3 separate regions of the Mus musculus genome follow, and all the other regions are linked to region 2. A link is a contact called in public HiChIP or PLAC-seq data. All regions are on one chromosome and are shown on one strand. Each heading gives the region's core, a stretch centred on a gene start, on an enhancer-like site or on the middle of the called end of the contact. The rest is flanking DNA. Distances are from core to core; before and after follow the strand shown.

Evidence for each region. HiChIP or PLAC-seq counts read pairs in DNA pulled down with a chosen protein or histone mark.
Region 1: an H3K4me3 HiChIP or PLAC-seq map of the SCID.adh cell line shows a contact between it and region 2, with 14 read pairs. The contact joins two enhancer-like sites. A contact is called at or near these places in 4 of 484 Hi-C or Micro-C datasets (embryonic stem cells, liver, nephron progenitors and 1 more) and 1 of 115 datasets of contacts at active chromatin or transcription factors (the SCID.adh cell line).
Region 3: a contact with region 2 is called in an H3K4me3 HiChIP or PLAC-seq map of the SCID.adh cell line, with 16 read pairs. The contact joins two enhancer-like sites. A contact is called at or near these places in 2 of 484 Hi-C or Micro-C datasets (cerebral cortex and nephron progenitors) and 2 of 115 datasets of contacts at active chromatin or transcription factors (the SCID.adh cell line and embryonic stem cells).

The regions. Positions count from the first base shown.
Region 1 is chr1:187,683,503-187,687,482 of GRCm38.p6, reverse strand. It overlaps a transcript of Esrrg not described here. Among named protein-coding and RNA genes, the nearest start is that of Gm36388, 34 kb to the right of the region's middle. Within about 2 kb of position 2,717, at least 14 of the 459 cell types and tissues checked have an H3K27ac peak or open chromatin away from gene starts, as enhancers often do. A contact at or near this core is called in the SCID.adh cell line, where this site is marked.
Region 2 is chr1:187,462,301-187,466,350 of GRCm38.p6, reverse strand. Gm37896 (a long non-coding RNA gene) reads right to left here. Exons shown (of 3, transcript XR_865841.3): 3 at 3,570-3,759. Among named protein-coding and RNA genes, the nearest start is that of Gm37896, 16 kb to the right of the region's middle. Within about 2 kb of position 2,125, at least 1 of the 459 cell types and tissues checked has an H3K27ac peak or open chromatin away from gene starts, as enhancers often do. A contact at or near this core is called in the SCID.adh cell line, where this site is marked.
Region 3 is chr1:187,703,477-187,707,125 of GRCm38.p6, reverse strand. It overlaps a transcript of Esrrg not described here. Among named protein-coding and RNA genes, the nearest start is that of Gm36388, 53 kb to the right of the region's middle. Within about 2 kb of position 1,460, at least 6 of the 459 cell types and tissues checked have an H3K27ac peak or open chromatin away from gene starts, as enhancers often do. A contact at or near this core is called in the SCID.adh cell line, where this site is marked.

The DNA.
Region 1 (3,980 bases), core at 1,468-3,967, 220 kb before region 2:
AAGGAGCCAGACAGACACCCGCAGGCGGCTGCAAGGAAGCCAAGAGTCTCCTCCTACTTGGAAGAAGCTCCACCCTGAGACAGGCAAAGGGGTTGATCGAGGAAATGCCAACCTCCAAAATCCAGCACTCAGAATGGACCTATGGCTGAAAAGCAAGATACTCAGCATAAGAAGAAGAGATCCAGGCCACACATCACCCGAAGCAACGAAGATGGGGACCGTGCTCTCACATTTTCCCTTCTGTCCTATTAGCCATTGGCTTTTCTCTGGTCTGCTGATTGATAAATTGTCACAGCAGCTAGACTCCCACAGAAATAAATGAATCACTGAACTAATAATCAGGTTCTCTGAGGATAGTAAGGACCTAGTTCCATGGGTCTTAACTTGGTTCTTGCTTCTGGGAGACCCTTCGATGGCTCCATATGATAAAATATAGTCACATGAGACAGCTACTCTGGTCAACGGAGATTTCTTTGGCCTTTCCAGTTAGCCTGCTATAGGAAGAAATTCGTGAGCGGAACAGACACTGATGTAGAGAGGAGAATATTTTTAGTGCGTGCATAGAAGCTGACAAAGGGGACGTGAAATTATGGAAGAGAGAAAGGTTCTATGAGAGACTTCCCCTTATTTCATACGCAGGATCTAAGACTTATGTGCTGGCCAAGGAGCTGAAGTCAGCAGTTAGATGTCCTCCGGGTGGTTCTGAGACAACAGAGAAAGGAGTGGGTAAATGGGAGGGAGGTAAGCCTGGGTCATTTGATAAATCTTGGCTTCAATCTATGGGGGTTTCCCTTTGGGTATTATCCTAAAGAAAGCTCCAGGCAACCTCAGGCTGGCTCCTTACTTGTCACTTCTAAAAGGTGAATCCGTTCATGCTTACAGTGCCTGACTGTGCTTTCCTTCAGATTCACACGCACCTTCTAATTATAAGAAACAGGCTTCTTGGGCTTCTCCAGGCAAAACCCAAGAGGGCGCCAACAGTGTTTTTGCTGTGACTGCAACCTCCAAATAATTTTCCATCTGTTAGAGCCTCAAAGTAAAAGGGCAATGGTTATGAGTGAGTGGATGCCCACTGGCATGGACCATTCCTTTCTTGTGCTCCTGATCCAGTCATACCTCCATTTTATATATCAGGGGGTGAGAGAGAAATGAGCTACATGGAAGAAGTTTGGCCTCAGAGATAAAACCCCTGGCTTAGCTCCTGACCATGCTTTTTTTTTTTTTTTTTTTTTTTTTACAGCTGAATGGATTTGTGCAAGAAAACACCCATCGGGGAGTCCTGTCCCCCACTTAGGAGATGCACAGAAGTTCTAAGAAACAACAGTGACAAAAGAGAGGAAGCTCTCTCAATGAAGGAGGGAGATGAAACTAAGTATGTAAAATGGGAATACACCTAGTATTCTAGAGACTGAATTTTAAAACTATTTAAGCGTTTAGGCAACTTTAGAAGTTGCCCCAGCATTAACCAAGATGACTTCCCATAGGTAGTTTTTTTGTTTGTTTTGTTTTTTCGAGACAGGGTTTCTCTGTGTAACCCTGGCTGTCCTGGAACTCACTCTGTAGACCAGGCTGGGCTTGAACTCAGAAATCTGCCTGCCTCTGCCTCCCAAGTGTTGGGATCAAAGGCATGCGCCACCACCTCCCAGTTCATAGGTAGGTTTTTAAGATTGAGTTCTTCATATCTAGAGGGTCTTTGGGCAGCCTTGAAGCCAATACATTTCATGGTGACAGAATGGGTCCCAAGACCAAAGGAATCGCCATCATTCCTGTGTGGTCCTGTGTGAACTCTTTATGTCTTGAGTAGAAACCAAACATTATGTTCACATTAGAATGTGATTCTGTCTCACGCCCCCCCCCCCCACCTTGTTGTTTCTAAAATGATATGTAAAAACATGAAAGAGAGGGAGAGGGAGAGGGAGAGGGAGAGGGAGAGGGAGAGGGAGAGGGAGAGGGAGAGGGAGAGGGAGAGGGAGAGGGAGAGGGAGAGGGAGAGGGAGAGGGAGAGGGAGAGGGAGAGGGAGAGGGAGAGGGAGAGGGAGACATCTGTGTGTATCCAAAACCAGGCTGTTGACAATGTGTCCAATTCAATGCCCATCAATTCTCTGAATAAGCCTAAGTTCCTGGACTTCACTGACTAGTTCTTGACTTGCTCAAGGGCATTAAGAATTTACAGAAGATAACCAGGTGAAATTTTGACTAATGGATATGATTAAGAATAAAGGGAATTTCTTAAGTGGTTTATCACAAGCAATTGGAGGCAACTGGATAAGAATGTCATATCTTGAGCCACCCTCCATGAAACAGGCATCTTTAGTCACCAATAAACTCAGAGAGCGAGAAGAGACCCATTTCTTTTCTCTTCCTCCCTCCCTCCTTGATCACTTTAAAACTACACGTTCTAATGCATTTTACCAAATCGAATACAAATCACTAGAAAAGCATGCAGTTCCTGTACGTAATTCTCACAGGCACCTACAGGTTATTCAGGAACACTAGGCAGGATGCTTGGATGTTACCAAAACTCCTTATTTAGTTCTAAATAATCTGAGTGGCCTGTTAAATAAATGTTTTGGCCTTGCCCCTGAAACATGGTGGCTTTTGTAAAGAATGAAACTGAGGAAGAAGAAACTCTTTGTGCTCTTTCGAGAGCCACTGGTGGACTGGCTGTTATCACCAGACTTTGCCTAACATGGGAGGGAGGGCTTGTCCTGGTTTGCCAAGAGTCAGGGCATTTGTAGCCTCTCTGGTAGGCCCTGTGGCACAAAGGCCCTTGTGTACAGCCTGCTGTACCAGAAGGGCTCAGCCCAGTCCTCAGCAGCTGCGAGCTTGTCAGCCGTGCCGTTCCTTACAAAGCTGGGTGGCTGCTCACTGCTGACATGTTCAGTTTTAAGCTCTAGAAAATAATAATAATAAAATCCCTCACTGGAATGTTGAGCTAGGCAAAGATAGCAGATGCCCAAAGTGGGAAAAAAAAAAAAGTGCCAGTCTTTGTATATTGTGTGCTGTAGAACCTTCTGGAAGTTATTGTGGGGGAGGACTATTTTTTTTTCTTCTAAGTTTGCACTTATCCATTAGAGGTCCTTTTCATCAAAACCTATTCACTTCTCCCTTCTGGACCTTGACAGGCAGAGTAGAGAGGATCCAACCGGCTATCGATCATATTTCCTTCTAAAGGTCATACCGGGGGAGCAGAAATGCCAGACCAACCGCACGTTCTCTGAGGAAGATGCACATTTCATTTGCCTTCACGTTTAACATCGCATGGGCTTTTGGCAAGATGCAGAAATGCCCACGTCAAGTCTGGGACAACACTTGGGGTCATTTTCTGAAATGTTCTCAATTTGAGGGCATCAACTCAAAAGGACAGGGGGCTAGGAAGACGCCTTGGTGGGTAAGGTGCTGTGTAACTGTGAGGACTAACTGGAGATTTGATCCTTAGCACCCACATAAAGGCTAAGCCAGCATGGCAGCCTGCTTGTGATCACAGCCCTTGAAAAGAGGAGACAAAGGACTCTTGGAACAAGCTGGTTGCTGGTTCAGTTATCTCTGGGTTCAAGTGAGAGACCCTATCTCAACATATAAGGTAGAGAGTGACCAAGGAAGACACTTAATGTCATCCTTTGACTTCTACAAGTACACACACACACACACACACACACACACACACACACATACACTCACATTTGCCACCACACATAAGAACAGTTATATGCATGGGAAAACACTTTAACATACATTAGAATAAAAGACAGAACAGGATCTATGTGACAATGTTCTAAGTTGCAACTCCAAGCAAAAAGGCACCCAGCAACATGTTGAGATACCTTCTAATAAAAGAGAAATAGTCTTGCCCTGAGAGGGTTGCATTACCTCCTCCTATAACTAGTCCTTGCTAAAACAGTGTCTATTTAGGTAGTAACACACTCAACAACCCTAAATGCATGGTTACTATGATTATTATAAGGACGCCTGGCCATAAC
Region 2 (4,050 bases), core at 876-3,375:
GGTATAAAATAGCTGATAACATACGGACAAATATAGATTGGTTGTGTGTTGAATTTAAAAATCTAAATCAAAAATCATAATCCACAACAGAAGAAAAAATCTAAATTGACCCCTTAAAAAGTAAAACTTCTACTGAAAGACCAGTTAAGAAAAATAAAAAGGTAAGCCCCAGACTGAGAAAGAGAGAAAATATTTTCAAATCACATAAGTGATAAATAACTAGTATCTAAGAACACTTGGAAGCTATCCAGGGTGACCGGGATCCCACCTTTCGCTCACATGGGCAGGAGATGCAGGGGATTGTGCCTGGCAGAAACCACTCAAGAACGAATGTGTGAGGAGAGTGGAAAATGGAAGAGTGGAGCTGTGCATGTGCTGTGGAGAGAGAGAGGTGGAGCCAGAGACATGATCATGGTGTCAGGTGTGAGCGAGGGCTGAGGTGATCTGCCCTGTGTGGTTGGCGGGGGCAGTGTGCAGGACCTGAGAGCTTATGCAGACACACGCTCAGACCCAGAACAATGACCATGTCTGGGTCTGTGGTCCTGGGTCTGTGGTCCAATTGAAGCTGGGATCTGTGTTGATGTGCAGCCCATGTCACCACCAGAGGCCATGAGGATGTCCGTGGTCTGTGCTGCAGCCAGAAGCCATGTGAAAGCCCATGACCCGTGCTCCCGCTAACTGTGCTGCAGTACAGACCATGTTTGCTGTGATACACATGACTGCAGATGCACAGTTAGGAGGGAGGATCATGGAAGGCTTCTGTGGCAACACCTACCTCCCCCAAAAGTAATAGCCTAGGCAGGAAGCCACCAAAAAAGAGTAGGGATAGGGGTGTGATAGGGATGCTGAAGTGTAGCTCACCACAATGATTGGCTTCTGGGTGTGAGACACAGGAAGGGAACTCTGCTCTATTTGAGGGGCAGACACTGAGAGTTTGACCATGCTCCGGTGAGTATATAAATAACACAAATTGAACTTTGGGGCTTGGGGGATCACAAAGATGGAGAGGGGTCATGGAAGGACTGGGAAGTGAGTGTAATCAAGAAGTATGATATGCAATTCCCAAAGAATCAATAAAAATACTATGCTGAAAAAAATAATGCTTCATAAGGTACACCCAACTAAAATCTGTATCTGCTACTTATAGCCATATGCTAATTAACTTAAGTAACTGTATTAATATATGTTGAATTAAGTAACTTATTAAACAATTATAGTAATTGTTATTAATCATATTCTAATTAACTTAGTTTTCTTTGGGGGGGGGTGTTGTTTATTTTTGAAACAGGGTCTCATGTAGCCCAGGCTGGCCTTGAACTGTGTAGCTGAGGATGGCTCTGACCTCGATATCTTCCAGCCTCCACCTCCCAAAAGCTGGGATTACAGGCATGCAATTCTAGAGATCAAATCTAAGGCTTTATGTATGCAAAGCACTCAGGTTACTGCCCATTCCCAAGCTGTTGTTAACTAGGGAAATTGAGATGTGTATGCTAGTTATGGCCCTTTCCCAGTAACAACTTTGTGGAGATGTGTAGAAAAGAATTCTCAGGAACACTTGGCTTCCTATCTGAATGCTTCTTGGAAGTGGGAAGACACTCTGGCACAATCCTGTTACTTCACTCATGTGGGCTCCTTGAAGTTGTAGACATGGAAATGACAGTGAGGAAATTTGAAAGATTGATTGATTAGAGGCAGTAAGGTAGGCCAATTCGGGCAAAGTGAAACTCAAGGACTGATCTGTTCTGTGTGGGTCTTCATTCTGTCCTTTGTAAGCTGGGTAAATGTTACCAACCCATCCAATGTCTGGGGCCTTTGATATTTGCTAGCATGTAATGAGCAATGGTCATTCCATGTCAATGGTCATTACAAAGTCAGCCATTTCTCATACTTCTTGCCATGTTAGAACTCCATCTAGATCTGTCAGGTAATTCTTGGGGTGGACTGATTATCTTAAATATCTTCAAAAGGAGGACTGTGTCAGGTTCTGTTCTTGTTGCCTGCCATGACCTAACATCTAACAAGTTGAAAGTCAAGGGAAGAAGAGTTTTTCGGTTTTTCGGTAGTTTTATTTTTGGTTTAGTTTAGGTTTTTGTCTCACAGTTTGAGGGTATAGTCCACCATGATGGGGAAAGCACAGCAGCAGGAGTGGCTCCCACCTGAGGCAGCAGAACCCTGAGGTTGCTTGCTCACATCTTGGGGAATGAAGAAGAAGAAAGTAGACAGGGATCTGGGCTGGCCTAAAAACCTCAACTCTATCCCCAGTGACTCTCTTCCTCCTGTGAGACTTCACTTCTCAGAGGTCTATAGCTTCCCAAACTGCTACCAGCTATGGACAAGTACGTGAGACAAGTACTGTGGGATAGTGCAAGTTTTATTTATCTATCTATCTATCTATCTATCTATCTATCTATCTATCTATCTATTTACCAGGAAGGGGGCAGACTGCATGGAAAGGTCGAAGTACAACTCTCTGGAACAGCTTCTCTCCTGTCTCCTTCTGGGATCCAGACTGAAGACTTATCAGACCCACATGCAAGTCCCTTTACTCACTGAGCCATCGCTCCCTGACTCTGTGTGAGACATTTCAACATTCAAACCATAGCAAGGAGAAAATGAAACAACCAACACAATCAGATTAAAGCAGAAGCAGAATAATTAAGATGAAAAGGAAGTAAGTGTGGCGGGGCATCTTCTGGATTGTAGAGCATGTAACAAAGTAATATAACTCATTCTTTAAAAGGGCTGGAGAACCGGGGCAGAGTTGGCGCATGCCTTCAATTCTTGCACTTGGGAGGCAGAGGCAGGTGGATTTCTGAGTTCAAGGCCAGCCTGGTCTACAGAGTGAGTTCCAGGATTGCCTGGGATATACAGAGAAACCCTGTCTCAGGGGGAAAAAAATGTCTGCAGAAACCAAAGACAACATCTTTTGCAAAGCAGAAATAGTAAGTTCCTTCCTTGGAGCAACAGGACATGAGTTATGGTGTCTCTGATGTTTTATCAAACTTACATAGGTTTGATTCTGGTCCTGTGAGGTGCAAGAAATTACTGCCAACACTTAGTTGTGACATGATGTGGATCTTTGGAGGACCGAGGTGTGTGGCCAAGGTTACCTGACACACACACAAGAATGTTCCTGTCCTTCAGAAGCAACTAACAGTTGCCACACCACAGGCTACTCAGGCATGCTTATACCTAATAAATATCGTTGCTTTCTTGGCTTTGTACTGGTTGGTGTGTGCATGTGCATGTGTGTGTGCATGTGTGTAGCCTGGATTGCAGAGGCATAGTGACTCATCCTGATCTACACAAGCTCTGACCCCAGGTCTTCACACTGCACAGCAACACATTACCCGTGAGGCATCTCTCTGCCCACTAGTTGAACGTTTCAAGAGACTAAATGCTTGATCGCACCATAAGAAGGGAAGAGCTAAGCTGAAGCTTGTCTGACATCCATACCTGGATCTGTGGAACTGCACATGCTTAGAGCAAATTCAAATTCTGATCCTAGGGCTGGAGCCAAGAGCATTGGTTAGGTGAATAACTAATTTCAAATAGTGCAGAATCGGTACTAATCGGAAAAAAATTTTTAATTCAACATCTGTCTTTGGAGTTTGAGTTTTTCCAATTTAAGCCAACAACATATTTCTAAGTGAAATCTTCCAATTCTGCTTTCTTTGTTTCTTTGTTCCTTCTCCTTCTCCTTCTCCTTCTCCTTCTTCTCCTTCTTCTCCTTCTTCTCCTTCTTCTATCTGGTATATTCTTTTGAGAAGAATAACATTGTTTAAGTAATACATAAATCCTATTAGTATCTTCAGGATACACCTGGAAAAAATATTTTTGTTGCTATTTTAAGGCAGGGTCCCTCATAGATAAGGCCTTTTAACTCACATATCAATTGCCTCCCCGAATGGACAGTGTTAATATTAAAAATTATTTTATTCCATAAATGAGTAACTCAATCTTAAAACATTATGTGCCACATATATTTGTAGGCCAAATATTTCTCAAAAGACCACGTGAAAGTAGACAGCTGGTCTCCTGAACTTTTCA
Region 3 (3,649 bases), core at 211-2,710, 240 kb before region 2:
AAAAGCCCAGTAGGGTGACATCTATTTCAAGTAACTGCAGCCAAGAATAAAGCTTTTTTTTTTTTTTTTTTTAGATAAAAATCTAGTCCAGGACTTTTAGCTCTACCTTCTAGAGTGAATCAATACACAGCATAAAGAGAGAGAGAGAGAGAGAGAGAGAGAGAGAGAGAGAGAGAGAGAGAGGTGTATATAAGTATACAAGAAAATGACTGGGCTTATGGACAAGGAGAGTGGCGAAAGTCATCGAGAAGGATGTCCTAAGATTAGGATTAGTACAACTCTATGTCAGTGATTTTCAAATACTAGTGTTCTTTCTTCCTGCTTGCTACATGCACATATAGAGACAAGTCCTCTATAAATGGCGATTATAGGACCCAGGACCAGACATTGGGTAGTAGGTAGCTCAGTGGTAGAACACTTGCCTAAGGTTCCATGTCCAATGCTACAAACAAAACATCACCTCTCCAAAGGTTCCAGAAACAATCAATGCTGAGAGTCCTGAAAATACGTATGAATGGTTGCCATACCAATGCAGTATTTACAGCGTGAGCCATGGTAATGTCTAGAAAATACTTAATGTATGGAAAAACATTAATCGTCATACTACCATGTAGTACCCAGTCCTGTGTCTCTCTATTAATTACTTTTAACTAATATTCTCATTCAGAATAATACATGGTTTGAGATGAGAAGAGACAGCTGGAAAAGGAAAATTCTAGTAAAACAGAAGAAGCTCAAGCCGTGATCCTGCACAGCAGACGACCTTTGCCCCACTCTTCCTCAGCGAGCTAGGCTGTTTCTGGGGATTTCACACTTTGTCTTTAGTCTCTCTGACCTCTTATCTTGCCCTGCCACTGAGCCCCAGAGAACTTTCTGCAACTCCTGATTTAATTCCGATCTGAGCTGGTAGCATGAAAAGAAACTGACAGGTGCCTCTCTCCCTGATCCAGCCCATTGGCCAAGTGGGGCGACAGAAGCATCTTTCCCTTTAAGGCACAGGAAGACATGCCAAGAAAGACTTCATTTCCATTCAGCTCAGCAGAGCCTAATAACCACACAAGACACACGGACAGAGGACCCTGCACAAGGCGAGAGCTTTAAAGACCCCACTTGTTGTTAACTAAAGGCCCCAGAAAATGTGCAAGAACCTGGGACAAGTTACTTCTTTGCAAAGGATTGTGGGTTTAGGGGAGGCTTTTGATAATTGTGCAGAGCCTCTGGCCTGAGTCTGGCTGGAAAGGTGGGATGTTTTATAGCTCACCACGTACGTGGCTTATATATAATGTGAGGGCTCTTTATGGGAAAGCTTCGGGGGCAAAGCCACTTAAGGGATCAGTAGCCCCCCCTCCCCCTACAAAAGTCATGTTGATCATAAGCAACTTTCACTTTGTAGCCTGCCATATAGTGTTCCATCCAAGCAGCCTACAATCCCTTAAGAATAGTGAAAGAAAAATATTCCCAGAGAACACTGCTGCTGGAGAAATGCCCATTGCTGCTAGATAACCCCACACCCAGAGTCAAACGGGTTTATCTAACGGCTGATTTTCTCTAATCATGCAACATCCTTTTATTTTCTTGGTTTTACTACAGGCTGAGTCCGCTAAAGAGCAGTTGAAAGATACACCTGTGAAGATAACAATTTTATAGTATAGGCAATTAAAAAAAATATTTGACCACAAAGCTTCATGTTTAATCCTGATCCCATAACGTGCTGCCCTCTAAAACAACTTCCTAATAACTATAGTTATTCTTGGAAAACCCCGGGAAACAATTTTGTCATGACCTCCAATGCCCCAAAAGAAAGGAAGATGGTTTGAATGCATGTTACAAACAGAAGTAATGGCACAGATCTTTTTTGTTTGGTGATTATGGTCCCAGGAGAGAAGAACAGCGTACCCAAGGCCCACTGAACCGACCGGACAGTCTCCTGACACTCTACTCTGTCGCAAGCATTCTTCAGTCCTTACCAGCCTTCCACAGCCAACTCAGTATAATTAGAAGTTCTGTCAAATCAGGGGCCTGGAACCTTTCTCCCACTTGTATGGCTGTACACTTAATTGCCTGTGCCAGTTAGCAACCCAATTATGTTGTCTAGAAGTGGAGACCAACAATAGATTTTAGTATTTAGACAGGAATTCAAACTGCAAAGCAGAGAGCCACAAACCACACCATTAAATTAGAGTTAAAACTAGACATGAGGCAGAGAAAGTTCTAGAGCCACCCTCAGCCTACAGTGGAGAAGGGGAGGTGTAGGGAGCAGAAGACAGGGCCATGTGAGGTGGCTCTTGACTTTCCAGTTTAGGGAATTTCACCAAAACCTTGGGCTAAAAGCACAACAAAATCAAGGAAGGCGGGAACACAGGGGAGCATGTGAGTTTCGACAGCTGGGTGAACGAAAGAAGGCTTCCCTGTATACAGGGTCATTTGCCCTTCATCCTGTAGCCACTTCATGTCTCTCTAAGTTATCATGGCGTCTAAACTAAGTCTTACTTTGGGAATTAGATATGAGAACAAGTAACAGTCCACAGACCTATATCCCTTTCTTCTAGAATGTGAATCAAGAAATGCGGACGCCCAGTGGCGAGTATTGGCTTCTGGATACAACTCTAGAATTCCCGTCTTCCCCTTCTCATCTTCATCATCACAGAGAAGTCCTGTTGATAGAATCCACAACGGGAGATGGACCTGGTTCCCCAGCATCTTATTTGGAGTCTGTGAAAGAATTAACTTAGCCTCTGCTAACCCTAGCACTCTGCACACAGACCAGGAAGGCCTTAGAGACCCATACCGGAAACACTGAGGGTGGATATCTGGTGTCTTCCACTGTGAAGGCTTTGCAGAAAATAGAAAGGCTGAGTGAACCCACAAGGGAAGCAGAGCCTTCGTTCTACCTGCAGACAAGAATATCAGGTGACATCTTAGCCGGAGACTCCCGTGGAGGCCAGAAACACCCAGATACCTTAAGCTTGTTGGCCTGTTAGCTGGACTCACAATACTTCAGTACCCAGCAAAACGTAACTCCTTCCAAGAGAATCCTGAGAGAAAATATTTGGTTCGGGTTTTATGTTGTCTGGGAGAGCAACTTTCAAGAATCTCATTACCAAATGTACAAGTAGCTTGCCTGACAAAATCAAAACTGGCAAAGAATATTTTTCAATTTCCAAAAAGTTCACCCAGTGGCAAATCAACCAACGATAGAAACGAGTGTAGCACATGGGTTTATGTATGAAGTTACCCAACTCCAGGGCACATGGTGCTACTGACTCCAGAGAAGATTCTGCTGTTGACTGTCAAGTGTCTCTCCCAGGAGTTCTCAACCTGTGGGTGTGGGCCCCTTGTGGGGGTATTGAGAGCCCTTTTACAGGGGTGGCATAGCAGATATCCTGCATATCAGCTGTTTACTTTAGGGTTCATAACAGTAGCAAAATTGCAGTTATAAAGAAGCAACGATATAATTTTATGATTGGGGTCATCACAACATGAGGAACTGTATTAAAGGGTCACAGCGTTAGGAAGGGTGAGAACCACTCTCTTGTGTTCTGAATGAGCCTCTTCAAAGCCAACCATGCCCCACCTTGGAAAAACACTAAGTATCACACCCTTTACCTTGCTTCCTGGAAAGCAAGACTGGTGCCAAAAGCTACATCCG